Linked DNA regions of Sus scrofa: regions 1, 2 and 4 are each linked to region 3. The links are chromatin contacts, called in public targeted proximity ligation maps. All regions are on one chromosome and are shown on one strand. The core of a region is the stretch at or near the end of the contact, and the rest is flanking DNA. Distances in the headings are between cores, read along the strand shown.

Region 1 (6,882 bases), core at 3,221-5,720, 720 kb after region 3:
GTATAGAATAATATAGGATTGCTCCCAGAAAACCTGGTACTGTAAGTTTTAATTAGACGGCGTGTTCCTATTTTTTTTCCAGACCAACACCTCTGTTCAGATATGTGGGTCTGATTTAAAGTCCTGATTTTAGGCAGAAGTTTTTGCTGCATTATAATATAAAAATGTATAAGAACATATGTAATTTCCACCCAGCAGAAACTTTAATTCTACCTCTGGCGAATTAACTAGTATATTATAAAGAAAATGAATATATAAATAAATAGTAAATTGCATGGTTGAATTGATACGGAAATCCATCAGTCTTAAAGCTAGCATCCTAATGGGGAAATACCAGGGGCATTCCACTAAGATCAGGCACTTGTGAAGAAGGCTCAGTATCTCCATGGCTATTTAAATTGTAAGCAAAGTGGGAGTTCCCACTGTGGTGCAGCGGAAACGAATCTGACTAGTATCCATGAGGATGTAGGTTCAATCGATGGCCCCACTCAGTGGGTTAAGGATCTGGCATTGCCGTGAGCTGTGGTGTAGGTCGCAGACGCGGCTCAGATCCCGAGTTGCTGTGGCTCTGGCGTAGGCCGGTGGCTACAGCTCCAATTAGACCCCTGGCCTGGGAACCTCCATATGCCGTGGGAGCGGCCCTAAAAAGACAAAAGACAAAAACAAACAAACAAAAAATGTAATAAAAGTGTTCGCTAGTGGAATTAGATCAGGGGAAATAATTAGAATAGTTGGAAGTGAAGACGTAAAACTGTCTCTATAGATACATTTGGAAAATCCTATGCAAGGAGACTAACTCAAGGTATCAGTAAGGGAGGGGGACATCAAGTTAACATCCAAGAATTAACAGCTTGCATTTTACTAATGCAATAGCCAGTTAGGATAGAGTGGAGGAGGAAACCTCTATTTACAATAGCAACAAAAAGAGAAATTCTTAGAAATGACAACAAACTATTTAGAAGGTTTTCTGAGAAAAACTTAAAACTCAAAGACGCAAAAGTGGACTTGAGAAAAGGCAAACTCATTCCTTATTATTGGATCATATTTCTCGACAAAACGGACATCTGACTCTCCCTAACTGCTAAATGTAAGGCAACCCAATAAAAATGCGCATTAAAACCAAATCCTTTATTGTGAAATCATTATAGCTTCTAAGGAGTTGCAAAATTAGTTCGGAGAGACTGAGTGTACCCCTAACCCAGTTTCCTCTACTGACAGCAGTTTATGTACCCTCACAACCAGGAACATGATGTTGGCACCATGTGTGTGTATCTCCATGCCATTTCATAATGTGCAGATTTGTGTAATCACACACTAATCAAGACAAGAAACTGTTTCATCATGGAAAATATCCCTCTCCTCCTCTCCTAAGCACCCTTAACCACTGGCAACCACTAATCTCTTGTTCATCTCTATAATTTTGTCACTTTGAAAGTATAACGTAAATAGACTTATATAGTGTGTAGGTTCCCCTCTGCTCCTAGTTTCTCAAGAGTTTTAAATCATGAGTAGGAGCTGAGTTGTGTGAAATGCTTCTCCATTAGTTGATATGATCACATGATTTTCTTCTTTAGCCTTCTAATATGGTGGATTTTATTGATTTTTGAATATTGAACCAGCTTTGTGTTCTTGGAATAAAATCTTACTTGGTCAAGGTGTAGAATTCTTTGCTAACATATGTATTTAAATTTTTTTTTTGGTCTTTTTGCCTTTTCTAGGACCGCTCCCGTGGCATATGGAGGTTCCCAGGCCAGGGGTCTAATTGGAGCTGTAGCCACTGGCCTACGCCAGAGCCACAGCAACTCGGGATCCGAGCCGCGTCTGCGACCTACCCCACAGCTCACAGCAATGCCAGATCCTTAACCCACTGAGTGGGGCCAGCGATTGAACCTAAATCCTCATGGATACTAGTCAGATTCATTTCTGCTGAACCATGACAGCAACTCCGGGAATTTTCAAGTGAGGAGGTCAGGTATGGCTTCTTGCAATTAAATTTAAAAAAAAAAGGAAAAAGAGAAAGAAATCCAGTTGATGAGGGTTTCAGTGAAACTAAACTAAAAATATCCCAAATAGGCAGGTATACTTTGCAAGTTTCAGAAAATGCTTCTCAGGGCCCAAACTGTTTTGAGACAGGTATTATGTAGTTTCAATTTAAACTTTCTCTTGCATGGTTTTGAGAACTCTTTCAGCCAATGCTTTCCAAGAGCACACTCTTGTTGGTCTTCAGAAGAAAACTACTCACTCATATAATTTTTTACATTAAAAATTTTTGAGGAGTTCTTAGGTTGGCACAATGGGATCAGCAGTGTCTCTGGAGTGCCAGGACACAGTTTTGATCCCCACATGGCACAGTGGGTTAAGGATCTGGTGTTGTAGCAGCTGTGGAGGGGTAGGTTGCAACTATGGTTCAGATCTGATCCCTGGGCTGGTAGCTCCATATGCCACAGGGTGTCCCTACTAAGGGGCAAACGATCTTGCCCAGGCCTCATAACAATTTTTACGGATCCTTGAATTATGTAGCCCAGCCTCCAGCCTCCAGCCTGACCCTGGTCCAGTCTACCCTGGGCAGCAATGCCAATTCCTTTGCTCAACTGCCTTACCAAGGTTCAAATAGAATGAACTAATTGACTACAAGTAGCATTAGTTAAGAATCACTGAAGGCAAATACAGCTGTTTTCTGGAATTCTACTGACTTGAAGTGTTTAGCAAATTATACTGAATTTACAACACCCTCTCCTCACGCCCTCACCAGGGGCAGAGGTTCTGTTTACCGACCTGTGATGTCGGTTGTACCGATTGCTCTGCTCTCCGCCGTGTATCTGAGAAAGCACTGTGTTCCATGCACTCAAGCCCAGGCCAGAGAGGAAGTGTGGGCAGTGCACTCTCTTGCTCTCTATGCAGGAAAGAAGGGAAGGGAAGACTTAGCTTGCGTGAAGAGTAAATATCAACCTTCCTGAACACTGACGGGTATGTGCTGCACGGATACTCGTGTTTGTGTTCATGTCCCTAACACACACCCATGTGTGTTATGACGCATGTATCTTCACGCCAGGCCAGGGTGAACAGATCACCTCATTGCAGACCCATTGCAGCCTCAGAGAGGCCCTGGCAGCTTTGGGGTTGTTTGGAGCCTTTCACCCTCACATTTGGCCAGCCAATGGCTTTCCAAAAGGCTGAGCACTTGAGGCAATTCCATTCTGTTCCCCTACAATTCTACCACTGCCCAGCAGGGAACTTTCTGCCCCTACCCACATGGGTCTACATATGTGAGACGCCCCTCCCACATGAGGCTACACGTGTCAAGTGCATTCTAAAGAGGTAACGAGCGTTTCATGCGTGCAAGTGTCCATCTGTCCTTTAACCTTATCTACACCCCCACCTGGTGAGCCCCTAGTTTCACGATCTGCTTGAAGGGGTGAAATTAAAGTCACACTGGTGGCAGTGGGACTTCAGATCAAAGATTAAGACTCCTCTGGAGGAAGTTTCCGTCGTGGCTCAGTGGTTAACCAATCCGACTAGGAACCATGAGGTTGCGGGTTGGATCCCTGGCCTTGCTCAGTGGGTTAAGGATCCCGCATTGCCGTGAGCTGTAGTGTAGGTCGCAGGCAAGGCTCGGATCCCGCGTTGCTGTGGCTCTGGTGAAGGCTGGCGGCTGCAGCTCCAATTGGACCCCTAGTCTGGGAACCTCCATATGCCGCAGGAGCGGCTCTAGAAAAGGCAAAAAGACAAAAGACAAAAAAAACCAAAACCAAAAACTACTCCTCTGGAATCCTGGCTCCAACACTTCCAGGTCACTTAACCTCTTTGAAATGTAATATAAGTGAGATAAAAATAAGGCCTATGTCAAGGGCTGTCATATAGATTGAATTAGGTTTAGAGCTTAGTAGCGAGCCAGGCCTATATCAGGAATCCAGTGTATGTTGTTCTAACCAGGAAGAGCTACTTCAGTTTCTTTTCCCCATCTGTACTGCTTCACGCGCGAGTCCTCCCCTCCGAGCAGAACGATAGGATAACGGATATGTACCCATGGGCCTTACGTCATCGAATCTACAAGCCATCGATTTTGACACCCAATTAAAGAAATACTACAGAGTCAAAAAACAAACAAAAATGCTGCCACGTGTAATACAAAACACCAGCTGTAAGGCGCCTCCTAATATCTACGGGGATCTTAAAATGTCAAAAGCAGCGCGTATTCTAGGGACCGCCAGCAAACTGCTAGTGCTGGAAGCAGCGCACGCATTTAAAAGCGAAACCGGCAGCGGCCGCACGGGATCCGCGCGCTTAGGGCGGGAACCGAAGCACCTGCTGCGCCGCCTCCGCTGAGTTTCGCTTTCGGTTTGGCGGGAAACGAAAGCTGGGCGGTAGGGGAGGGCGAGGCGGGGCAGGGGCGGGGACAGAGGCGGGGCGTAGGCGGGGACAGAGGTGCTGGCGCCAGGCGCTCTGCGGGCAGGGCCAGAGGCGCGGGGACCGAGGCGAGGACGGAGGCATACGGCGCGCAGGAGCATAGGCGTGGGGCCCGAGGTGAGGACAGAGGCGCTGGAGCCGAGGTGGGGACACAGGCGCGGGGACAGAGACTTGGGTTTAGAAGCGGCTCCGCGTTCCGCGCTCCCCTCCCGCTGCGCCCGCTTCGCCTGCGCCGCCACCGCTTTGAGGACCCGACGCCGCGGTTGCTAAGTTTCCCCCGAACCCACCTTAGCAGCCCCGGTCTAAGGCTTTGAGGCGCTTGAGGCAAGTTTGGTGCTAATTTTGGAAGTTTTCTTTCCAGGGAAGATAGAACGGAGCTCTGCTCAGATGCCACCTGGATAATTAATTAAGCCATTTGTTTGGGCTCTGCAGATTTTAATAATGGTCTGTATTCATTACATGCCTATATTGGATCAGTGAATTTTTCCTACGATGATGTATTTATTTGGGCGTTTTGCACGACGTTGCTTTTAATTTAAAAAGAAATTGCAAACGTGTTGGAAGCTTTTTTAAGGAAAAAATCCAAAAAATGCAGACAAATATGTGAGGTAGAAAAAAGTTTCTTTTAATCGCCAACTCAGTGTCGTTTTTGTATGTACCTTACCAGAAATTTTCATAGGCATAAGTTTTAAAAATCGTTTTGTAATTTGCATTTTTCTCCACCTAACGGTAGATGGCCATAAAATACCGTGATATTTTCAAGATGTTTAGTATGTCAACGTCATTTAAAAAAGTAGACATGATGTGACAACCACTTCTCACAAGGTATATAGATACATAGATATGTCAACGTCATTTTAAAAATTGGTACATGATGTGAGAACCACATCATTTAAACAATTCATGGACATTTAGGTTTTTTCCAGTGTTTACTGGTATGGATGATGCAACAGTGAGTACCATTTATAGTCACAATTGTGTTGATATACAAGTGTATTTGTGGAGAATTCTTAGAAGTGGAATGGCTGGATTGGTGGGCATACAAATTGAGAAATTTGAAAAGATTTTGTTAAATCGTGGAAGTCAGAGTACTTTAGGCTTAATCCCCTTCCTACCACCTCCCCTTATTTTTCCTGGAAGAAAGCTAAATTTAGTCCTTTAAAACTAAAACTCCATTCCTTTTTTTTTTTTTTTTTTGGCTTTTCTGTACCCGCGGCATATGGAGGTTCCCAGGCTAGGGGTCCAATAGGAGCTGTAGCTGCCGGTCTACACCATAGCCACAGCCACAGCCACTCGGGATCCGAGCCGCCTCTGTGACCTACAACCACAGCTCACGGCAACGCCAGATCCTTAACCCACTGAGTGAGGCCAGGGATCAAACCCTCATCCTCATGATTCCTAGTCGGATTTGTTAACCACTGAGCCAGGACGGGAACTCCCTAAAACTCCATTCTATGACCCCTGAAAATCTGGGTTCCAAGTGTTTTGAAGACTAAAGCAGAGCCTTTAACTTCATACTTGACAGTGTTGACGTAGTTAAACTTTAAAGTTGTTTTGGGCAAATTTTTTTTTTTTTTTTTTTGTCTTTTTGCTATTTCTTGGGCTGCTCCCACAGCATATGGAGGTTCCCAGGCTAGGGGTCGAATCGGAGCTGTAGCCACCGGCCTACGCCAGAGCCACAGCAATGTGGGATCCGAGCCGCGTCTGCAACCTACACCACAGCTCATGCCAATGCCGGTTCCTTAACCCACTGAGCAAGGCCAGGGACCGAACCTGCATCCTCATGGTTCCTAGTTGGATTCGTTAACCACTGTGCCACGATGGGAACTCCTGGGCAAATATTTAAAACATTTCTTTTTGGTGTTACATTGTGAGAGAGAGGCAGAGGGTTCGATGCCTAGGTGGTCTGGGAACCAGATGGCTCGTAGACTAACACAGGGGTAAAACTCCATCTTGATTTTTGGGTCACTATCAAAGAACCGAAAAAAAGGTTTTCTGTTTGTTTTTTCACTTTTAAAAATGTGTTGCACAGTTTGGGCGCTGTTACACAATGATGGGCTTGCAAAGGGGAAAAAGTTGGACATAGACACAGCCTGGGAGAAGGTCGGCTCTAATGTCTTCCAAGTGTACTCTTTCTTCTGGAAAGAATAGCTCGAGATCCCCTCTTCTTTGGGTTTCAACCGGTGTGGAATAGTCTGTGTGCCCAGCACACTGCCATTACCCAGGAGACATGCGACATGAAGAATGAGGTGTGAATCTATTGTCTTGGAGGGTTGGGTTTGGAAGACTGAGGCTTGTATCACATTCCAGGGGAGTTAACTTTGTTCCTCTTGGGGTCTTTAAGGACAGAGTGAGTTTTCCTTGCAGAGCATTTAGTGGTGAGGAAAGAGCCCAGTGGGAGACTGGGGCCAGCCCAGGTTTCCTGCATCATATTTTGAACTGTTTCTCCCAAGCCCCTGGTGTTTCTGTGGCCTT
Region 2 (7,279 bases), core at 4,379-6,878, 670 kb after region 3:
TCTACAGCTCCACTTTGACTCCTAGCCTTGGACCTTCCATATGCCTTGGGTGCAGCCCTAAAAAGACGAAAAAAAAAAAAAAAAAAAAAAGAACAAACTCACTTCCCAGTGGGATGCAGAATAGGAGGGTGATGATGGCAGACCTCACCTTCCTCCATCCCTTTCTCCCAGAGAATGCCTGCAGGAGGGTCTGCACCAGCTCCCAGGCAGCCTGTCCCCAGTGAGGACAGGAGACTGGGACCGGGGTGGGGGGCAGACTCTCTCCTGTGGCCACAGACACCTACACTGTCCCCAGGAAGACTTCATGCCCAAGCCCACGATAACACGACCCAGAAAGAGGGCTGGCACGCCGGGCCCTGTAGGTGATGGAACCTCACAACACAGCCCAGAACGTGGCTTCGGGAGCTTTGTAATCCTTCCTGTGCAGAATGATCTGCAGGGAAAGAAGCCTTTACAAAAACAGCAGATTGGATCTGGGACAAGCAGTCCTTAACAAGTTTCGCAATGAATTGAATTGTCATGGGTTGAAATACAGGCTCAGACACCTGCTTTCTTCACTTGACCAGCTTTTTAGTGGTCTGTCTGGTGTCATTCTTACTCTGGCCCAGAAGCAGGTGCTGGGTGGGGTCAGGTTATCTATGGAGATTGGTACTGGGCTCAGGGCGGGGATACAAGGTGCACTTGAGTCACAGCCTGAGAAAAATAATTAAAACAAATGCAAAGGTGAACTGCAATTACTCTGGTTTACTTTATAGTTATGACTTTATTTCTTTTAGGCCCTGGATCCATGGGACAGTGCTGGGCAAATGTTTGTTTTACTTACTACAGTCAGCTGAGTAAGAAATCCAATTTTAGGACTGACCGAGGCTGCCAGGACTGGTAGGGATGACAGCCACCCTTTCACTTCTTTGAAGTCCTTACCATCCCTCTCCTTTCCACCACTCTCACCTGAGATGTGAAGTGAAGATTTCCGAAAATCTTCCCTACATTTCTCCTCCCCTCCCACTACCCAAATACCTTGATCTGGGCTTACTGACCCAAAATTCCATTTCAGTAAATAACTTGGGACATAAAGATTGTCAGTGGTTTCTGGCCTTTTAAATATAAATGTCCACTTTTAATTTCCCCTCCCTCAATCCTGCTTTGCGATGTTTCTCTAGTAAATAAAATCATTAATCAATAACAATCGTGGCACTGTGTTGAGAGTCCCTCCATCAGTTCCCCAAAGGGCCCGTGAGGGAAAACCACAGGTTTTGGGAACCAGAGCTGCTCTCGAGGGAGCAAGGCCCGTGCTCTTTCCAGCCAGGATCTGTGCACAAACAGTAATCTCAGATGCTGTGACTTACCCCAAAGCGTGATGAATGGTGGGATGTCTGGGCTGCTGATGAAACATCTGAAGCCAAGGTGAGGTCCTCTCTGGGATGGCACTGGCGGGCAGGGGGTGCAGCGTCCTCCAGCTGAGTGATATCACTTTCCCTCCCTGGCCTCAGTTTCTTTGACTGTAGTAGAGGCTCCTTCCAACTCCAAAATCCTAGCACTCAGAGGGACTGAGTATATCCGATTATTTCCTAGGAGACAAGAAAGACAGCATTAGAGGGAACCTTGCAAATTATTCACAGGCAAGAAGGCAGGTTGGGCTATCACATCTGCAAACACCTCTGTGTCTCTGCCAATTGGGGCTGCCTTAGGGCCTGTATCTCCTGGGTTCCAACCTCTCACACAGCAAGGGAAGCTGAAGGTCAGGATAATGGTCCAGAACAGCTCTGGGAGCTGGGGTCCCTTAGGGCATTGTATGCCTACTGCTCTGCACCAGCTAGACTCACAGGTGTCCAAGATGGGGGCTCTGTTCCCGGTTCCCAGGAAGGGCACTGCTGAGTAGGGAATAGAACAAATAGCTATTGTGAAGGACGCACAAGAGAGGCATAAAGGGCAAAACACAGTAGCGAGTTTGAAGGGAGGAGTAATGAGCTTTATTTGGATGCAGCCAGGAAGGACCTGGCTGGGACCAGCCTCTTTCCACCTTCTACGACAGGGCAGGACTGGCTGGTCTGCAGCGAGCTTCTGTTACTTGCTTCATGTCACGGCAGCATGAAGATCTGCTCAGGTGAACCCTGACTCCTGGGTGGGTGAGAATATGTGGAAATTGGATGGCAGGTCTGCATGGGGCTTCCAGCCATCCTTGAAGAATGCCCCTGGCGTGGGCCCTGGTGACAAATCTCCAGTAACTATTCCAGCTTTGCCGCTGAAACCATGAGTTTGGAGCTCAGACGGCTTCTGAACTTTAGTTTCCCATCTGGCAAGAGGAGTAAAAATAATACACCTCTGTTGCCTTGCTCACAGGTTGGCCGTCAAGCACCCAAGGGTAAGTGAGAGCGTGTGTACAGCCAGAATGACCCACTAAGAAAGACTCCAGCCAAACTGCCTCACTGAGGTCCCAGCCTCGCTCTGCCTGCCTGTGTGACCGCCCTGCTGTCCAGCGTCTTCATCTACAACATGGGGTGACAGCAGGATTCCTGTCCCAGGGCTGTTGGTGATTAAGATGAGTTCGATGTAAGGCACTTGGAATAGCACGTGGGGCACGGTAAATTCAGGACCACACAGATTGCACCATCGTTACTATAAAGTGACAGAGGACAACTATGATTTTGATGATGGTTACTTCTGAGACACAGAAGCAAAGTAAGAGTCCTGCTGTGTCTATATGGAGAGGAGGAAACAGAAAGCATTGAGTTCTGCCCTGAACTCCAAGTTCAGGCTTTAAAAAAGAGCCATAAAAATGCCATCTAACTGACGCAGACCTGGAGTGAGGAAGGCACACCCCTTGACCGTCATGGGAAAACATCATCTCCACCCTGCCAATACTTATCTCTTTGGCTTGCTTCTGGCCAAAGTTCCCCACCAGGCATGATCCTACTGTACCCAGAGCTTGACCACTGATTCCCTGTACCACAGGGCTCTGGCTGGATGAGACGTGTCGAGAGGGGCAGCTCTGGATGTTGTCTGTCAAAGTGAAATGTAGAGCCAGCTTGGAAAGGGCAGACAGGCTGGGCTGACTCTACAAGTGGGCGTCTGACCTTTGCAAAGAAGAGTCAAGAGTCAAGACTCTGGGTCAAAGAGGAAGATTACAGAACTTCGAGGTGGAATTAGACTTTCTTCTCCTTACTCACCCCAGCATATCATCACCCTCATTCCTCTGAACTATTGCAGTGATATAAAGCACTCTAGTGGCTGTCACATGATCTCTTTTGAGCCTCACAATACCCCATGTGGCAGGTGTTGGTATTCATGTCTTCAGATGAGAAAACAGACTCAGAGGACTAAGCCGACCTTCCAGAGGTCCCTAAGATTCCAAGCGGCATAGCCTATCTCCCATTCCAGAGCTCCTTCTGCTACAGAAACACCAACTTACCACATGTTCAAAGTAGGTGAGCAAATCCACAACCTCAGGACCCTGCTCAGGCAAGACACACTGTACCTGGCAAACAGAAAGAACAGCAAGTCCCACAGCTTGGGCTAGGGAATGGCTATTGCGTGGGTTTCGTGTCTCATTTACTCCACTAATTTTCCCAAAATGAAAGGATTCCAACAATACAAATCTTGACACAGGTCAGGGCTTTCAGATTGGAAAGAACTGCCTTGTTCCCACTTCTCTCTCTCTCTTTTTTTTTTTGTGGCTGCACCAGAGGCATATGAAAGTTCCCAAGCCAGGGATCGAATTCGAGCCAGAGCTGCAACCTGCACCACAGCTGTGACCTGCACCACAGCTGCAGCAATGCCAGATCCTTAACTCACGGCCCCGGGGCTGGCGATGGAACCCCAATCTCTGCAGCAGGAACTCCACCACCACTTATTTTATACCAGAGGGAGGGAAGGCTGTTTCATAGCTTGAGTCATGAGCCCTGAGACATTAAGACACTTGGTCACTGTCCCTCAGGTGGAATAAATTAGGACTGCTGTGTCTTAGCTTGAGATGGTCTGGCTTCATTAGATGGTCTGGCTCCATTATGTCAGCACTGTTACTCGGGAATCAGCTGGTGGGCATAAGAGTGCTAAGGGGTAGTGGTGACAGAGAGACCACTGCGTAGGCCCAGGTAGTCAGAGATTGGGCGAAACACAGAAATAGAAAAATCCTATTTTCATATTTTTTTTTTTTTTTTTTTTTTTTTGCAAACTCCCACTTCTTTAAATATCTTGACCTCATTCTAGGGATCACAGCACTGCACGTACTGGCAGGCTTGCTTCTTTTAAGGCTGTGCTGCCATCTCCTGGAAAATCCTGGGCAGAGCAAGAACCTTCTCTAGGATTAAGGAAGGGGCCTTTTTCTGGCAGCAAAAGCTTGGAAGTGGTGCTCCTGGAGGCAGAGGCCTGGTCCTGCCAGTCTCAACTGGCCCAGGCCTGGTCAGGTCTGTATTCTGACGCTACTACTGCTTTTCTGATTTTTCAGGGGAGACTTATAAGCCAATTCTGAGAAACAGTTTTTTGTTTGTTTACAGTCCAGTAATTATGCTATTACTAATGATCTTCATTATTGGCTGTCAAATCTGAGGCAGAACAGATAAAACATTTTGATAAATTCAGCCTTGAACTAATTCACTTTCCAGAGTGGAGTTTGCTCTGTGGGAAGAATATTGCCTGGAGAGAAAGGGGGACTTAGGGTGGACATCAAGTATGTGTTGGTCCCAAGGGCAGTGATTTCACCAATGGAGGCTAGTTCTGAGCATGAAAAGCACATTTTCTCTCTGCTCTACTTCAACCCTGGATTTACTGCTAGAAAACAAAGTTAAACGTAGTCACTGTTGTCACATCCAAGTTCTCTTTAAGCATTTATCACCATCTGACATACCACTGTATTTATTTTTAATTTTGCTCCCCTCTTTCACTATGATGGAAGCTCCACAAAGGAGGACATTTTTGTCTCCTTCGTTCATGTGGGATCCTCAGTGTTTAGAACAAGGCTGGCACTTAGTAGGTGTTAAATATCCACGGAAAAAGTGAAGTCCTGGCTTTATCACCTTATGCCATTATGGGGTCCACACTTCTCATCCCCAGAGTCTGATGGATTTTGTGCTTCTGCCTCAGCTTTCCAGGAGGACTTTTTGCAGAGGGTGGAAGGCCCTGGCTGGTGACCATGGAAGGGGATGCTGAGGCAGGCAGGTGCTGACCCTGTGCCTGGCCTGTCCGATTTAATCACAAGGGCAACGTTTTGGAGAGAGTGCAAATGGTAGGGAACTGGGAGGAACTGAAGCTCAGGGCTTAGCACAAACCTAGGAGGCTCTTCAAAGCCTGAGTGAAGCACAGAATATAATAATAAATGTAACTTCTGTATCTGTGTAAAATTACTTAATAATTACTATTAAAGCCAGGACGTATTGAATACTTACTCTGACTCAGTCCTTTACTGTAAACTGCATTACACACTGTACGGCTTTTTCACGGAATATCTATCTGGCATAAGACACGGAGGCTCAGTGTGGATCCCTGGACACAAGCGGACACAGCCCATCCGGCAGAGCGCGGTGGCCAAGCTCCTGCCCTTGGCTGGCTGTGTTTTTGCCACCTGCCAGTTGTGGGACCGGCAGCAAAACAAAAGAAGGAAGGACTGACGGGTGCTGGGCGGGGCCCGGGAGGAGGCGGTTCACAGACGCCCTCTCCTGCTCGCCGCCGGAGCCGTGTCCCTACAGAATCCAGGAGCTAGAGAAGCCGGAGGCCAGAGCCTCGGCCCGCAACAAGTACCCACCTCACCTCCCACAGCCCGCGGCTTGGGTCGGCTGGCTTCCTCCGACTGTGACGGCTTCTGGGGCGCCGTATGCCGGGGCTTGTAGTCCGAAGCCCCCCATCTGCGCCCCGGAGCGGGGCCGCTCCAGGAGCAAGACTACAACTCCCAGAGTGTCCCGCGCCGCCGGGCGCCGCTCTGCGCGCGCAGCGAAGCTGTCGGCGCCCACGTTCCCGCGCCGCTGGCGGCGGCTCAGCCCCTGGAGAGGGTCGGGGCAGACTCCTTCCCGGGCTCGGGGGTTCCAGTCCTTGTCGTGAGGCTGCGTCTCCAGGGACGCAGTGCTCTGCATATCCGAGGGTGCCAGGCTGTCCCTCGCTGGAGCCGCAGACAAGCCCAGCCGCGCCAATCTTTCCTTTACGGGCTGCGGCCTCGGGCGGTTCGTGGGCCAGGCTGTGAGGACCCTCTCTTCTCCCAGGCCGCACCGGACACCCTGCAGCCCCCAGAGGGCGGTCGCCCGGCGCCCGCCTATGAGGAGTGACCCCGCGACCTCTGCAGCCCCCCTGAGGGGGCTTGGGGGCCCCCTGCGGAGCAGCGAGCCGGTGCGCTCCTCCCCGGCCCCATCGGCAGCCGCACTTCTGCTGGAGGAGGCGGCCGACTTGCTGGTGGTGCACCTGGACTTTGCCGCGGCGCTCCGCACCTGCGAACGCGCGTGGCAGGGCCTGGCGGAGGAGCCCGCGGGCGCGTACGTGCTGGGCTCGGCTCCCTTCGGGTGACGGTGGGAGGGGCACCAGTCCCCAGGACTCTTGCCCTCCGATTGTTGGCGGAAGTCTTACTCCTTGCTTTCCTCAGGGGTGCCTGACCTTGTGCCCATTTTCTGAGGAGAAAGGGGAGGCACTGCCCGTTGAGGAGGAAGCAGTTGAGTCGTGTCACAGGGCTTAGTGGGAACCCACAGCCAATTCTTTCTCCCTGTTCCAGGGCAGAATGACATGAAGGGAAGACAGGATTGTATTGTTCAGTTGCTCCAGTAAGCAGGTGGTGGGAGGCTTGTCGAAGGTACACCCTCCACTGAGTTGTCCCCTTCTCACTTTGGCTGATGAGTGGGGATGGGGTTCAGGGCAGGAGTAGTGTTCCAGTTCTATTGAAGGGTCGGATCAAAGAATTAGAAACCTTGGTCTTGCGCTGCTTTTTCTAATGCTGCCGTCCTCTCTGGTAGTTGAAGGCATAATTTCTCTGTGGATTGTAAGGTTGGCTTAGGCCACACTAGGGAGGGGGTGGGTAGAGTAGTCAAAGCTGACCCCAGGGAGTAATGAATTGGGGAGCCCTGGCTGTGTGTTCAGGGGGTTGGTGAATAAATGCTGAAGGCTTTGATTTGGGTGCTTGGAGGTGCCTCTGTAGGTGGTGCTAGGAGGCCAGTAGTGGAGTTCCTGTGCCTGTACTGAGGCTATAACCTTTCAAATTCTTAGCTCCACCTCTCTTCCCACCCAAATATCTATGCTGTTTCTTGTCCTCTTCACCTAAGAAGTAAAGGAACCCTCCTGCTCATTAATCCACATTTCAACTGCATAC
Region 3 (6,239 bases), core at 316-2,815:
GACCGTGGGGGTGGTTACACACCTGTGACTCTCAACACAGCCTGTACACTTCGATCATATGGTATGTGACTCTATCTCAACAAAGCTGCCCAAAATGAACAAATAATAAACAATCTGACCTCATGGCCTCCTGATGTGATGTCACACAAAATAGACAGACTCTTGCCAAACTGTTTAACCTGAATCAAACCCAGCCATTCAACCTCATTTCCATCCTACAGGAAGTACAGGAAATAGAAAAAAAATCACACAAAGAGACATCAGGAGGAAACCGCCAGACAAACAGAAAATATGAAGTATTCAACGCCCTTTCAAAAAACAAAAATGGTGAGGGAAATGTCCTATATTTAAAGAGACCTAACATAACCTCCTGCAGTATGTAAAACTTAAGTGAACCCTGGTTTATGAAAAGCAACTATAAAAATAGTTGGGTCAGGAGTTCCCGCTGTGGCACAAAGGGATCAGCAGCGTCTTGGGAGCACAAGATGCAAGTTCCATTCCTGGCCTGGGACGGTGGGTTAAGGATTTCATGTAACTGCAGCTGCGGCTTAGGTCACTACTGTGGCTCGGATCTGATCTCTGGCCTGGGAACTCCACATGCTGAGGGGCAGCCGAAAACAAAAACAAAACAAAAAACAAAAAACTCCACACATTGGGACATTTGGGAAAATCTGAATATGAGCTGAACTTAGGTAGTTATTGTTAAATTCTTAGGTGTAATAAGGTGTTATGTTCAGGTAGCAAACTGTCCTTCCTCTTAGGAGATGCTTGCTGAAATATTTGGGGTCAAGTATCACGGAATCTTAGGTCGGTCACAGGTCGGTCTGTCCACATAACAGAAAGCTAAGAGCGGGCATCGGAGGCCAGCAGCGGCGGTCAGAGTTCACAGGGAAGGAAATGCAGCCGACGGTGGGCTTAGGATGAAGAAAGAAAAAGGGTGAAAAGCGCACTTTTCCGGAGACAAAACTGTCAGCGTGTAGGATGAAATGGCAGGGTCCGAGGCTGGAAGGAGGCCGCCCGGGGGACTGGGGGTCTTGCAGGACCGGGAAGGAGTGGACTCAGTGCGCACGCTCCAAAGCCAGGCTCCTCGGGAAGGGAACTAAGTAGAGGTGAGCAGCCAGGCGGACCCTCAGCAGACGTGGAGCGTGTCTCTGGCGAACACGCCGGCTCGGCTGGGGGCACAGAAGGCCGAGAGCAGATGAGGCCCAGAGCCCGCGCAGCTGCTTGAGGGCTAGCGCACCAACCCTCGCTCGGATCCAGCGTCGGAGCGCAGAGCTGTCCCTGCCTCAGGAGGCGGCAAAGCCAGCGAAGCCGAGCAAAATCGGGGGAAAAGAGCCAGGATAGAGAGAGACAGGGACTGCGGGAAAGGACTTCCTCTGACGGAAAAGAAAACTCAAGGGGAAGGGGTTAGAGTTTTACCGGCTGACGGCAAGAGCGGGGGTGGAATACGCGAGCAGGCTGAGCTGGAGTGCAGAAGACGCTGGCCTGGGGTTCGCAGCGCAGGCGGGGCAGGAGGAGCACGGGGAGGGGCCTGGGGGTGTCGGGGAGGAGCCGGAGAGGAGCTGGGGAGGAGCCAGAGGAGTGCGGGGAGGGGAGCGAGCAGGAGCCGGGGAGGAGCGCGCACCTGGGACGCTAGTCTGGGAGGAACCCGTGGAAGGACTGTCCCGGCCCGAGCCTTCCCCTCCGCGCCGCCCGCCGGGGGCAGGGCTGGAAGCCGGAAGCAGGCGACTTGGGACTCGGCCGAGGGGAAGCCCGGGGCACGCCCTCGCTGCGCCCCCAGCTCGGGCGGCAGCCCTCCGCGAAGGGCCGGGGCCATGCGGCCTCTGCGACACGGGCAGCGCCTGTCCCCGGGGTCTCCTCTGGGGCTGCTTCTCCTGCTCCTCTTCCTGTTCCTGCGCGCGCTGGGTCTGGGTCGCGCCGCCCCGAGGCTCTTGGACCACCCGGCACCCGTGTGCGCCCAGCAGGTGAGACTCGGCGCGTTACCCGAGAGCGGGGGCCGAGGATGCTGCCAGGTGGGGAGGGGTCGGCCCAGGGCTGAGGGCCGAGGGCGCGGGGCCGCCGAGTGGGCAGGAAGTCTGCTCGGGGTCTCCAGGGTCCGAGGCTTGGGCACAACAGCGGGCCGGCCTGGGGAGGGTTCCCAAGAGCGGCGGGAGTTGCGGTGTGGACCCGGGGGAGACGGGGTTTTCGGGGAAAGATCGCGCAGCGCGGGTTGCACAACAGGAGCCGGCGTCCCGGCGGGAGGGGTGGCAACTCCGCTGGGCCCCACACTTTGGGGAAGGACTAGGAGGCGCGGCCGGCCGGAGACGAGGCGGGCTGGTTAGAAGAGGGTGGGGAGGGGCCTGCGGAGGGCAAGGCGGGACTGGACCGGCTTCCGGCCGGGGTCATCGAGCCCTCCTCCACTGGAACTCGCGCCCCTAGGGATCCCGTGTTCGCAGCCCCGACGCTCCGGCCCCGGCGCTGCGGGAGGCACCCTCCGCGAAAAGTTGTCCGGGCAACTTGCTGATCCCTTTGGCCGAGCCCTGGGGGGAGGTAGGATGCCGCCCTTCCAGCCCCCACCACCTGGGTCTGGGGTCCTGCGGGTCTAAATCCGCCAGGCAGTTGCCCTGCTGTGCCCACAGGAATCGACACACCCACCGCCGGTAGTGGCCTTGGGGTGGAGGCGGCCCTTCAGAGAAAAGAACCCCCGTGCTGGGCACACAGCCTCTCCCGGCCATGCTGTCCTCTCCCCTGGCTCGTCTTGCTTTGCCTGCCCCCCCACTTCCACTGACCCTAAGAAATAACGCTCAGTTTCTGAGTCACAGGATGTGAAACACTAAAGCTGTATTTCTCATCTAATTTTGTGGAGGATTTACCACAAGAGGGTGGGGTAGAGGGCCAGTGACCATTTAGCAGAAACTTTTCTTAACATGGAAGATGTTGGGAAATGTCCTCGTGACTCCCATTCCTGGGCAGAGCAGGGACACACGCTCAGCAGGTCCTTCCCCGGGGGTGGATGTAGAAGTATCTCCTGTCCAGGACCCAGGTTCAGGTTTTGATGACCATTTACCAGGTGTCTGCAAAATACAAGGGACTGAAATGGCAAAGACACACTCCCTGAACCCTGATGACCAGGGCAGTGAATCACCCAGCAGTAGGCAACTGCAGCGCCAGCCAGCCTGTGGCCAGTGCTCTTTGTACAGCCAGTGCGAGTGCGACGTTCCATCTGGGAAAGAGACACTCCTTCCAGCCGAGTGGTCTTTGGGCAGAGAGGATATTTGCGCAGCCCTGAGGGATGGTGGAGGCTTCAAGGCAGAGATCTGGAGCTCTCCATGACATGGAAAGAGCTGAGCCAAGGCCTCAGAGGGGGTCAGGATGAGAAGCGGAGGGTGTGTGTGGCAGGAAAGTGAGAGAGAGATGCAGCTGGAAATGGAGGGCAGGGCTCCACTGAGCTGGACTGAAAGGGTGTGACCTCAGCTGCTCAGTGGAGCAGAGGTTCAGCCTCATTGGGGGAGGGGGGGCGGCGGCAGGGGGCACTAGAGAAGAATACTTGGCCAGATTTGTCTGTCTCCCTGGCTGTCCCTTCCTCCCACCTGCTTCCCGTACACCTGGCGCACAGACACTCCAGGGCCATGGGCCCCCTGTTCAGTGATTAGTGTCTTGGAAAAGAGATAGGCTTAGCCCTCCAGATGTCTCTGCTGCTGGTGTTTCTGTGGATGCAACACCACATAGTGGCGGAGGGAAAGCCACGCACTGGACCTCAGAGGACTTGGGTTTGCAATCCTGATTTCACTACCTACAGCCCAGTGCTGCAGGCACAGGCCTTGGGCACGGACAGATATCTGTGGAGTGGAAGGAAGGAGGAGAGGGTGAGTGGTGAAGCATGGCAGCTCTGCCCGAAGATCAGTGATCGGCAGAGACCACCACAGTTTGCCCCTGGCTGCTTGGATTCAGCACCTCAAAACCCAGGGGACCCTGAGTCTCCCCTCCACCCTGTCCTCACCAGGTTACAGGGAGACCACATAACACGCTGGATGTGCTAGGGGCTTGTGGGGCTGGGCGTGCCAGGCTTTGCGCCAGCCTCTGTGCCATGACATCGAGAGCTCTCAGCAAGCTGGCACCATTACCCTGTCTTGGAGAAGTTAGGTGACTGGCCAAAGTGGTTCAAAGCAGGGCTGTGTGTGGGACTTCCCAGCCCCCTTCTCTTTACCAGGTGCTTGGTGATGTCTGGGAAATGCAGGGAGTGGAAGTCAGTCTTTGAGCCCTTCTTTCACTCCTCATCACTGTGCATGGGGACTGTAGCGCCCCCTCACCCTTGTCATTGTCATCACCACGTGTCCCCATGGATTTCTTCAGGAGAGCTGACATAGAGCTCTTCTCAAGCTCATAAATAATATTCTGATCCTACTACTTTTGAAGTGGGCATTTGAAGTCAGGAAATCACAGGTGATTTGTGGGTGAGAATAAAACAAGATCTATTCTAGAATCCAAAAAAGACCCTGAATGCCTTTTTTACGTTCTTAACTTTACATCTGCAGTTCCCTGGTGACTCAGCTGGTTAAGGATCCAGAGTTGTCACTGCTATGCCGAGGGTTCGATCCCTGGCCCAGGAACTTCTGCATGCCACAGGTGCAGCCAAAAAAAAAAAAAAAAAAAAGGAGTTCCCGTCGTGGCACAGTGGTTAACAAATCCGACTAGGAACCATGAGGTTGCGGGTTCGGTCCCTGCCCTTGCTCAGTGGGTTAATGATCTGGCGTTGCCGTGAGCTGTGGGGTAGGTCGCAGACGTGGCTCAGATCCTGCATTGCTGTGGCTTTGGTGTAGGCTGGCAGCTACAGCTCTGATTAGACCCCTAGCCTGGGAACCTCCATATGGTGCGGGAGCGGCCCAAGAAATGGCAAAAAAAGACAAAAAAAAAAAAAAAAAAAAAAAAAAAACCCTTACATTAATGTATCTCATCTAGAAATTAAATACAAGGGAAAAATCTGCTATTCCTTCCCCTAAACAAATTAATATTTTCATTTGTCTATCTCGCTTTTTAATCTTTTCCTTTAGAGTAACATCATAGATGAAATTCTATCTTTTAATTAATTATCATCGAGGTAATAATGATGACTTTTTTTTGCCACACTCACAAGTTCCCAGGCCAGGGATCGAATCCAAGCTGCAGGTGGGACCTATGCCACAGCTGCGGCAGTGCCGGATCCTTTAACCCACTGTGCCGGGCCAGGGATTGATGCAGTCGGATTCTTAACCCACTGCACCACAGCTGGAACTCCTGTGATGATCCTTTTAAAATAGTACAGGAGTTCCCAGTTGTGGCTTAGAGGGTTAAGATCCCAACATGGTGTCTGTGGGGACTTGGATTCAATCCCTGGCCTCACTCAGCAGGTTAAGGATCTGGCATTGCCACAAGCTGTGGTGTTGGTCACAGGTGTGGCTCAGATCTGGCATTGCTGTGGCTGTGGCATAGGCCAGGAGCTGCAGCTCTGATTCAGTCCCTAGCCTAGGAACTTCCATGTGCCGCAGGTGCAGCTGTAAAAAGAAAAAGAAAAAAAAAAAGAAAATGGCGCAAAGATATTTAAAACAAAACTCAGCAGATCGCTGCCCCAACTCTCGCCACCCCCAAAACTGTTGTCCAAAAAAGATGTCACTTGTACATCTTCTAGTGTTTCTTCTGGCATTTGTCTCCATACTTCTAAACATACTGATTTTGCTAGTCTTTGTTTTTTTGTGGGGGTTTGTTTTGTCTTGTTGCTTTTTTAGGGCCGCACCCGCAGCATATGGAGGTTCCCAGGCTAGGGGTTGAATTGGAGCTGTAGCTGCCGGCCTCTACCACAGCCACAGCATCACAGGATCCAACCCACATCTGTGACTTACACCACAGCTCACAGCAACGCTGGATCCTTCACCCACTGAGCAAGGCCAGGGATCGAATCTGCGTCCTCATGGATGCTAGTCAGATGCCTTAACCACTGAGCTGCAATAGGAGCTCCTATTTTGTTATTCTTAATTTGTAAATTTTAGATCTTACCTACTGACTAACAATAGAAGAAAATTTAAATGTCCTATATTACCTACTCCTACTGCTTCCCACTGTGGTCCTATCACAATTTCAGTTTGCTCAATGGTCCGTGTTTTTATTATAACAAGTAGTAATCTTCACTACCTAGGCAATTATGTGTACTTAGGTTATATTGCTTTTCTGGTATAATTTCTTTCTCCTCCTATAGATGATACTTGATTTAATTCTTCACTTCCATA
Region 4 (6,726 bases), core at 3,512-6,011, 690 kb after region 3:
TGCCTTGTCTTTCCTTGGTGCCTCTTTGTCCCATGTAGCTCATTTGGAGCTTTTTTTTTTTTTTTTTTTTTTTGGTCTTTTTAGGGCTGCATCTGCTGGCCACAGCCACAGCAATGTGGGATCCAGTCTGCATCAGTGACCTAAACCACAGCTTATGGCAACGCTGTGCGAGGCCAGGGATCGAACCAAGTCCTTATGGATACTGGTCGGATTTGTTACCACTGAGCCATGATGGGAACTCCCATGTTTGGTGCTTTTTAAGGGGCTGGCATCTGAAGAAAGTAGTGGTCACCTGATTGGTAATAGAGCCTTGAGTGAGGGTGAGGGCTGGCCTCTGCTCAGTTGGCGCCAGCTCCTGAAGGAGATAAGTTTTTCTTAGTTCTCCAAGCTCAGTGTTCTCTGCACTTTGCTGGCCTGTCCCTGACCCCAGTCCTGAGTGCCCACTGCCTCCCACCCTCAATGTCTAGTTTTTCTGCTGAGTTCTCTTGGCCTAAAGGGTGGTGACCTAAAGGGCTTCCCCTAGGGGAAGTGAACTTAGCAGGGATCAAAGGCAGGGCCATGGAGATGATGCTCTGAAAGCTTCTGCTTCTGACATCAGTCTGTTGGTAGGAGGGGAACAGGGGAAGAATCAGAGCCATTAGGAAAATGCTTCCATCCCCAACTTATAACAAGGCCACGCAGACCCTCCTCAGTTGGTTTTGGAAGGGGACTCACCTGGGAAAAGGGCCAGCTGTGTGGTGAGGCTCCACATTTGTCCGAAATTCACCTTTTATTGGCGGTCTCGATTACGGCTGCCGGAACTGTGCAGCCCTCAGAGGGAAACCACTTCATCTGTGAGTCTTACCATAGATGCCCTCTTCCCTGTGGCGTCTGAGACACGTGTGTGTGTGTGTGTGTTCACATACGAGTGGTCTTAAGGCAGGAGATCACCAGAGTTAAATACATATGGCAAGTATGTAAATCTAGATCATCAGATTATGAAATGTAGTTTCCTCCTAGAATTCCAGGCTCCCCCCCAGCAGTGTGAGTGCCGGGGAAGTAACAGGTCTTTCTCCTCTGGGCTCCAGGCTCCCTCTGCAAGGTAACTCCATCTTCACACTTGTCCCTTGAGCAGCTGGATATCTGTCTCAGAGTCTAGCTGAGAGCTCCAGGACAGGCCCCTACCTGAGGTTCCATTTGTAGGTGATGGTTAAACATTGAGCTCAGCCTATGGAGCCTGACTTCCTGAGTGCAGCTCTATCTCTTTCAGTTCTAAGTTTCAGGTTCTTCATCTATACAATGGGGATAATAAAAAGGTTAATTTCAGAGGACTCTTGTGAGGAATAAAATAGATAAGCACTAAGAACATCATTTGGCGCACACTTACACATCATGAAGACTGACTTCTGGGGGTCGGGGTGATAGAAATGATCTTACCTCCTACTCAGATGGGTGGGCCTCAACTCTGTGGACATCACTATAATTATTGTATTTGAGAATATGACCCCACAGCACAAAATCCACGCAAGAAGAACTGACTCACACATGGTAACTGGAGTGTGGCGGGTGTGGCGTGGTCTCTTTAGTAGGCCTAAATCAATCATCAATAGGTTGGATTTTAAAAAAATCATTGCAAAAACTAATTTATTTCACTCTTTTTATAGGAACCAGACAAACTCTGGATCCCAGCTGGGTCCAAGTCACCTATTTTTGAGGCTGATTTATAAAAATCTCTACAGGGAGCAGGGAACTTCAAAGCTGTCAGAGCAGTGCTGCTCTTCCCTGTGAATAGCCTAGATTTCACTTCAGTGTTAGGGCTCTCTAGAGAAACAGAACCAACAGGAGATACGGAGATATATATGCACACAGACACACATACATGGAGGGGGCAGGTGGAGAATAAGACATTGGCTCATATGATTATGGAGGCTGACAAGTCCCAAGGTCTGCAGTCTGCAAGCTGGACTCAGGACAGCTGCTGTTGTGAGTTCCAGTAAAGGGCAGGAGAAGACCAGTGTCTTCACCTGATTGGATGTGGCCCACCCACCTTGGAGAGAACAGTCTGCTTTCCTCAGCCTCCTGATTCAGATGTTCATCTCATTCAGAAACACCTTCACAGGACACTCAGGACAATGTTTGACCAAATGTCTGGGAGTCCTGTAGCCCAGTCGAGTTGACACATAAGATTAACAATCATAGGAACTAAAAACACATGTCCTTTCTTTCTAATATCGATTCAGAGATAAAGGTGTAGGATGGAGGTTCAATCTAGGATGCCACAGATCAAATAATTGTAAGACAGAGACCTTAAAAATCAAAAAGAAGTAGATGTTCTTTACTGTAAAGACTCACAGGCTACTGTCTTAGTCTGCTTTGACTGCCATAAGAAAATAACACACACCAAGTGGCCTAAACAACAGAAACTTATGCCTTAAAGTTCTGGAGGCTGGAAGTCCCATTCAAGGTCCAGCAGGGTCAGTTTCCGGTGAGGCCTTTCATCCTGGCTTGCAGACAGCCACTCTCTCACAGTGGCTTCCCTCTGTGCACACACTCCTGGTGTCTTTTCCTTTTCTTTAAGGACACCAGCCAGTCCTGTTGGATTAGGGCCCCACTCTTATGAGTTAAATTAGGGCCCCTAATTTAACCTTAATTATCTTCCTTGAGGCTCCATCTCCAAATACAGTCGCACTGAGCATTAAAGCTTCAACATCTAAATTTGGGGGTGAGGAGCATAATTCAGCCTATGCCAGCTACCCTTCTTTTTATCTCACTGGAACCAAAAGATGCCATATTCAGCATTTATGGTGTAGTCATAGCTCCCTCAAGCCCTAAAACCCATAAAGAGGAAAGATAATGAGGTTCAAGGAATATAATGAATCTGCCGAATGCCATCATAATCACCAGAGTTGTCATTATCATTTTTATTCCAAGACATGAAGAACCTGTTCATAACATATCTGGTGGTTCACAGACCTCAAAAAATCAATTTACTCAGCAAAGTTTTGTCTTTTGGCTGGGCCCAAGGCATGTGAAATTCTGGGGCCGGGGATGGAACCCTTGCCACAGCAGCGACCCAAGCCACAGCAGTGACAATGCTGGATCCTTAACCTGCTGAACCACCAGGGAACTCCAACTCGGCAATGTTTATTGAGCATCACTGATGCACTTGACTAGCTATTTTTGAGGGAGAGGTGAATAAGATGAATAATAACCTCTGCCTGCAAGGTGATCTAGTTTCGTAGGTATATTTAAACACATGCCCACTTACATTTACCAAGAATCCAAAGTGGAAAGTGATATATGTAATGGAAGAAGTAATAGAATATGCTTCAGGAGTTCGGAAGAGAAATATATAGTTAATAATAGTCATCTTTTTTTTTTTTTTTTTAATGGCCACTCCTGTGGCATATGGAAATCCCAACCAGGGATTGAATTCTATGCTGCAGCTGTGGTAACACCAGATCCTTTAACCCACTGTGCCAGGCTGGAGCTTGAACCTGTACCTCCACAGTGACCTGAGCTGCTGCAGTTGGATTCTTAACCCACTGCACTACAGTGGGAAATCCAGTCATCATTCTTATTGCGCATTTACCATGTGATGGAAGTTAGCTTAATCACAATACTCAGTTTTTACGATCTTACATCATAAGACAGACAAAATTCACCTTACTTTACTAAGGACTGTATATATCCATGGGCAAAGCATTGTTTGGGACTCTAATGCAAAGATGATATCCTCTAGAAACTCATAGTATAGGTATGAAAATATACGAACGAGTACTCAGCAGAACAAACTGTTACATAATAAAATAAAGAAAAATTGTTCTCACTCTACTGGCCAGGGGTGGCCCCTGTCAGGAATGGGAAGGAAGGTGAATCTGCTGTTTGTGTTTTGATACGTGGAGAGTCACCACGCTTGGCCAGAGCGTCTCTGAGTGGTAGTACCTTGCGGAGAAGCCATGGATTTGCCTGGAGTGACATGGGGCTTGGTGGTTGGGGCCTGAGGAGAGTGGAAAACAAGACAGCATGGCCTTGCCTCTGGTGGGGAAGTTTGCAGTGAGACCAAGGGTGGCCCTGCTCACCCTTAACCTGGGAAGGGGAGAGGAAAGTAGAGGGAAGTTTAATAATGTGGCCAAAATCTGAAGTGTGGAGAGGGCCCCTTACCAGTGCCAGACCCATTGTCCCCATGGCTCCAGCGAGGAGGGCAAACTCCTGGCCCTTCAACATCACTTGTGGCCACAGGAGGAGGTCCTATTACTGAGCAAAGCAGCAGTGGGAACCCTGACGATCATTCTGCACATCCTGGGCTTAAAAGCAGGAGAGGGAGTGATGATAAAGATGAAAGAGAGTTGGAAACAGTGGTGGAGGGGTGACGAACACGGACAGGGAAGTAGAAATAGGAACAGAGGACCTTCGTTATCTCATTTAATTCCCCAGCAGCCAGGCGGCCTTGATGGAGGAGGAACAGGCCTCAGGGCAGCCGATTCCCCAAGCACAGGCTCAACAGCAGAGCCAGCCTGGGGCCCATTCTTCCCACCGGGAGCCCGGCGCTGCACTCTCCTGGGCTGGGGGTGACTGCAGCAAACCGAACCCCAACCAGGTGCCTTTTCTGCCTGGGCCAGTCCTTCCCCCGTGTGTTTGGCAGCAGGAAGAGGGTAAAAGTTTGGGAAGCGGAGAACATTTATTCTAACAGCATTGTGACATTTCTTTCCTAAGCAGCTGGGATTCCAAAGGTTACTCCTACAGAGTGTAGTGTAGGAACCAGGAGCCCAACAGCGCAGTTTCCACGTGCGGCGGCGCCCAGCACAACCCGAGCCGAGAGTGGGCGGGGAGGAGCAATTTTGACCTGCTGGGTCCCTCCCTCCGCGGGCACTGTGATGCTGCAGGGCAGCTGCTGTCCCAGCATGTCTGTCCCGGGCCCCCCTCCCGCCCGGTGTCACAACAGCGGAGGCGGCTGTATCTGGAGCAGTTGGGGTGCGCAGGCCCAGCCGGGAGCGAGCGGGCTAGGAGAGCGGCCGCGATGGTGAGCCTTCCCCGGGCCAGGGCGCGGAGCCGGGGGCTGGGGAGCGGAGCCGGGAACTCGGCGCGGGGTTGGGGTGCGCGGCGCCCAGCCCAGAGGCTGCGTCTATGTGGGAGCTGAAAGCCATCGCCTTGGATCTGCGGAACTCGGAGTCTCTGGGGGAGGGGGGATTAGTTCAGGGTCGAGGGGGCGGAGGACACCCGGTGCCAATGCCCTTTATCATAGAGTGAAAGTAGAGCCTGGGGCGAGTCGCCCCTCAAAGGGATCCAAGGGAGATTTGCGCACGCAAGTGAGGGGAAGGGGGACATGGTGGCCACCGCGCAGAAGAGGTGAGGTTCTGAGGGACCCGAGTGGGGAAGAAAGGGGTTGGTCCAGGGATTCCCAACGGGTGGGCTGGGCCGGGTGGCTGGGGGAGCGGGCGCAGTCAGGTCCCCAAACCCAACCAGCCGTGATGGAGACCCGAATGAGTCAGGGGACTTAAGGAGTCATAGCCCCCCCCGCCGCAGGCCCAGGGGCCGCGTTCTCCTTTCCCTTCCCGGTTCATCTGGCTCGAGTTTGGGGCACTTAGGGCTAGAGCCCGCTCAGCTTCCCAGCTCCAACGCCCTGGTTTTTCCACCGGCTCTGGCACACACAAGCCTCCCTCCTGAAGGCCAGGGGGTTTCAGACCTCTTGTTTTGTTTCCTACCCTGGCCTAGAAACTCCTCCCCCATCCCCTTGGCCAACACGGATCTTACTGCTGGAGGCAACCTCTCCCCACTCTAAAGTTTCACCCTCTGGAAGTCCTTCCTTCACCCCCTGTGTCCCAGGTGGGTAAAATTTGCCTCCAAACCATTTCCCGGAAAGCCTGGAAACCCAGAAATCTCCCGCTCCAGAGTCCTGGTGTCTGGGAAGCAGAGAGAGGGTTGGAAAGGTTGGGTGGGGGAAGGGAGTGGAGTGAGCTTGTCTCACAGGCCAAGGTCAGGCTCTCTGGGCTCTCCTGCTCCAGTGTCAGTGACCAGCAGGGCAAATGAGAACCTCCCTTCCCTGTGCCTCTGCTCATTCTGGAAAGTGCCCAGGGCCCCTGGCTCTGGCCCCAGCTCTGCTGATTCCAGCTCCAGGTCTGTCCCACACCTTCCCTCCCCAGAGCAGGCTCCTGGGGTACTGGGGGTAGTGGCCAGAGAAACCCATTCCTGCCTTAGAAGGAGCCCAGAATTGGGAGTTCAGAATTTTGGCTCCTGGCTCTGAAGTGTGCCTTCAAGAAAGTTACTTAACCTCTCTGGAGTGGTTTTTTTCCCTACCAAATTGAGAGGGCTTGTACTTCTAATTTCCAAGCTCTACCTAGCTTTATTATTTTAGCCTTTTTACTTTTCTTTTTTCTTCTCTTTTTTTTCAGGGTGCACCTGCAGCATATGGAAGTTCAGGCCAGGGGTCAAGTTGGAGCTGCAGCTGCCCGCCTACACCTACGCCACAGCAATGCCAGATCCAAGCCAAATCTGCCACCTACACCGCAGCTTGCAGCAATGCCTGATCTTTAACCCACTGAGCGAGGCCAGGGATTGAACCAGCATCCTCATGGATACGTGTCAGGTTCTTAACCCACTGAGCCACAACGGGAACTCCTATTTTAGCCTTTTTATGACAGAGAATTTCAAACATATACAAAAGAAGGGAAAATGTTATAATGAACCTTTGTGTATGCCTCATCCAGTTTCAACAATTATTTACTTATGATGAGTCTTGTTTCATTT

What was found.
Region 1: a contact with region 3 is called in a targeted proximity ligation map of alveolar macrophages. A contact is called at or near these places in 1 of 47 Hi-C or Micro-C datasets (heart right ventricle) and 1 of 2 datasets of targeted methods (alveolar macrophages).
Region 2: a targeted proximity ligation map of alveolar macrophages shows a contact between it and region 3. A contact is called at or near these places in 3 of 5 promoter capture datasets (fetal liver, fetal skeletal muscle and liver), 1 of 47 Hi-C or Micro-C datasets (embryonic fibroblasts) and 2 of 2 datasets of targeted methods (alveolar macrophages and skeletal muscle).
Region 4: a contact with region 3 is called in a targeted proximity ligation map of alveolar macrophages. A contact is called at or near these places in 1 of 5 promoter capture datasets (fetal liver) and 1 of 2 datasets of targeted methods (alveolar macrophages).

Annotation. Positions count from the first base shown.
Region 1 is chr5:70,178,851-70,185,732 of Sscrofa11.1, forward strand. It overlaps USP18 (ubiquitin specific peptidase 18), which reads left to right and starts at 4,471. Exons shown (of 11, transcript NM_213826.1): 1 at 4,471-4,524.
Region 2 is chr5:70,127,396-70,134,674 of Sscrofa11.1, forward strand. PEX26 (peroxisome assembly protein 26) reads left to right here and starts at 5,629. Exons shown (of 5, transcript XM_003126596.4): 1 at 5,629-6,455. The coding sequence starts at 6,241. MICAL3 (F-actin-methionine sulfoxide oxidase MICAL3) reads right to left here and starts at 5,574. Exons shown (of 40, transcript XM_021092508.1): 1 at 5,382-5,574; 2 at 1,347-1,568.
Region 3 is chr5:69,459,715-69,465,953 of Sscrofa11.1, forward strand. IL17RA (interleukin-17 receptor A) reads left to right here and starts at 1,566. Exons shown (of 15, transcript XM_021092984.1): 1 at 1,566-1,964. The coding sequence starts at 1,815.
Region 4 is chr5:70,149,490-70,156,215 of Sscrofa11.1, forward strand. TUBA8 (tubulin alpha-8 chain) reads left to right here and starts at 4,762. Exons shown (of 5, transcript XM_003126597.6): 1 at 4,762-5,002. The coding sequence starts at 5,000.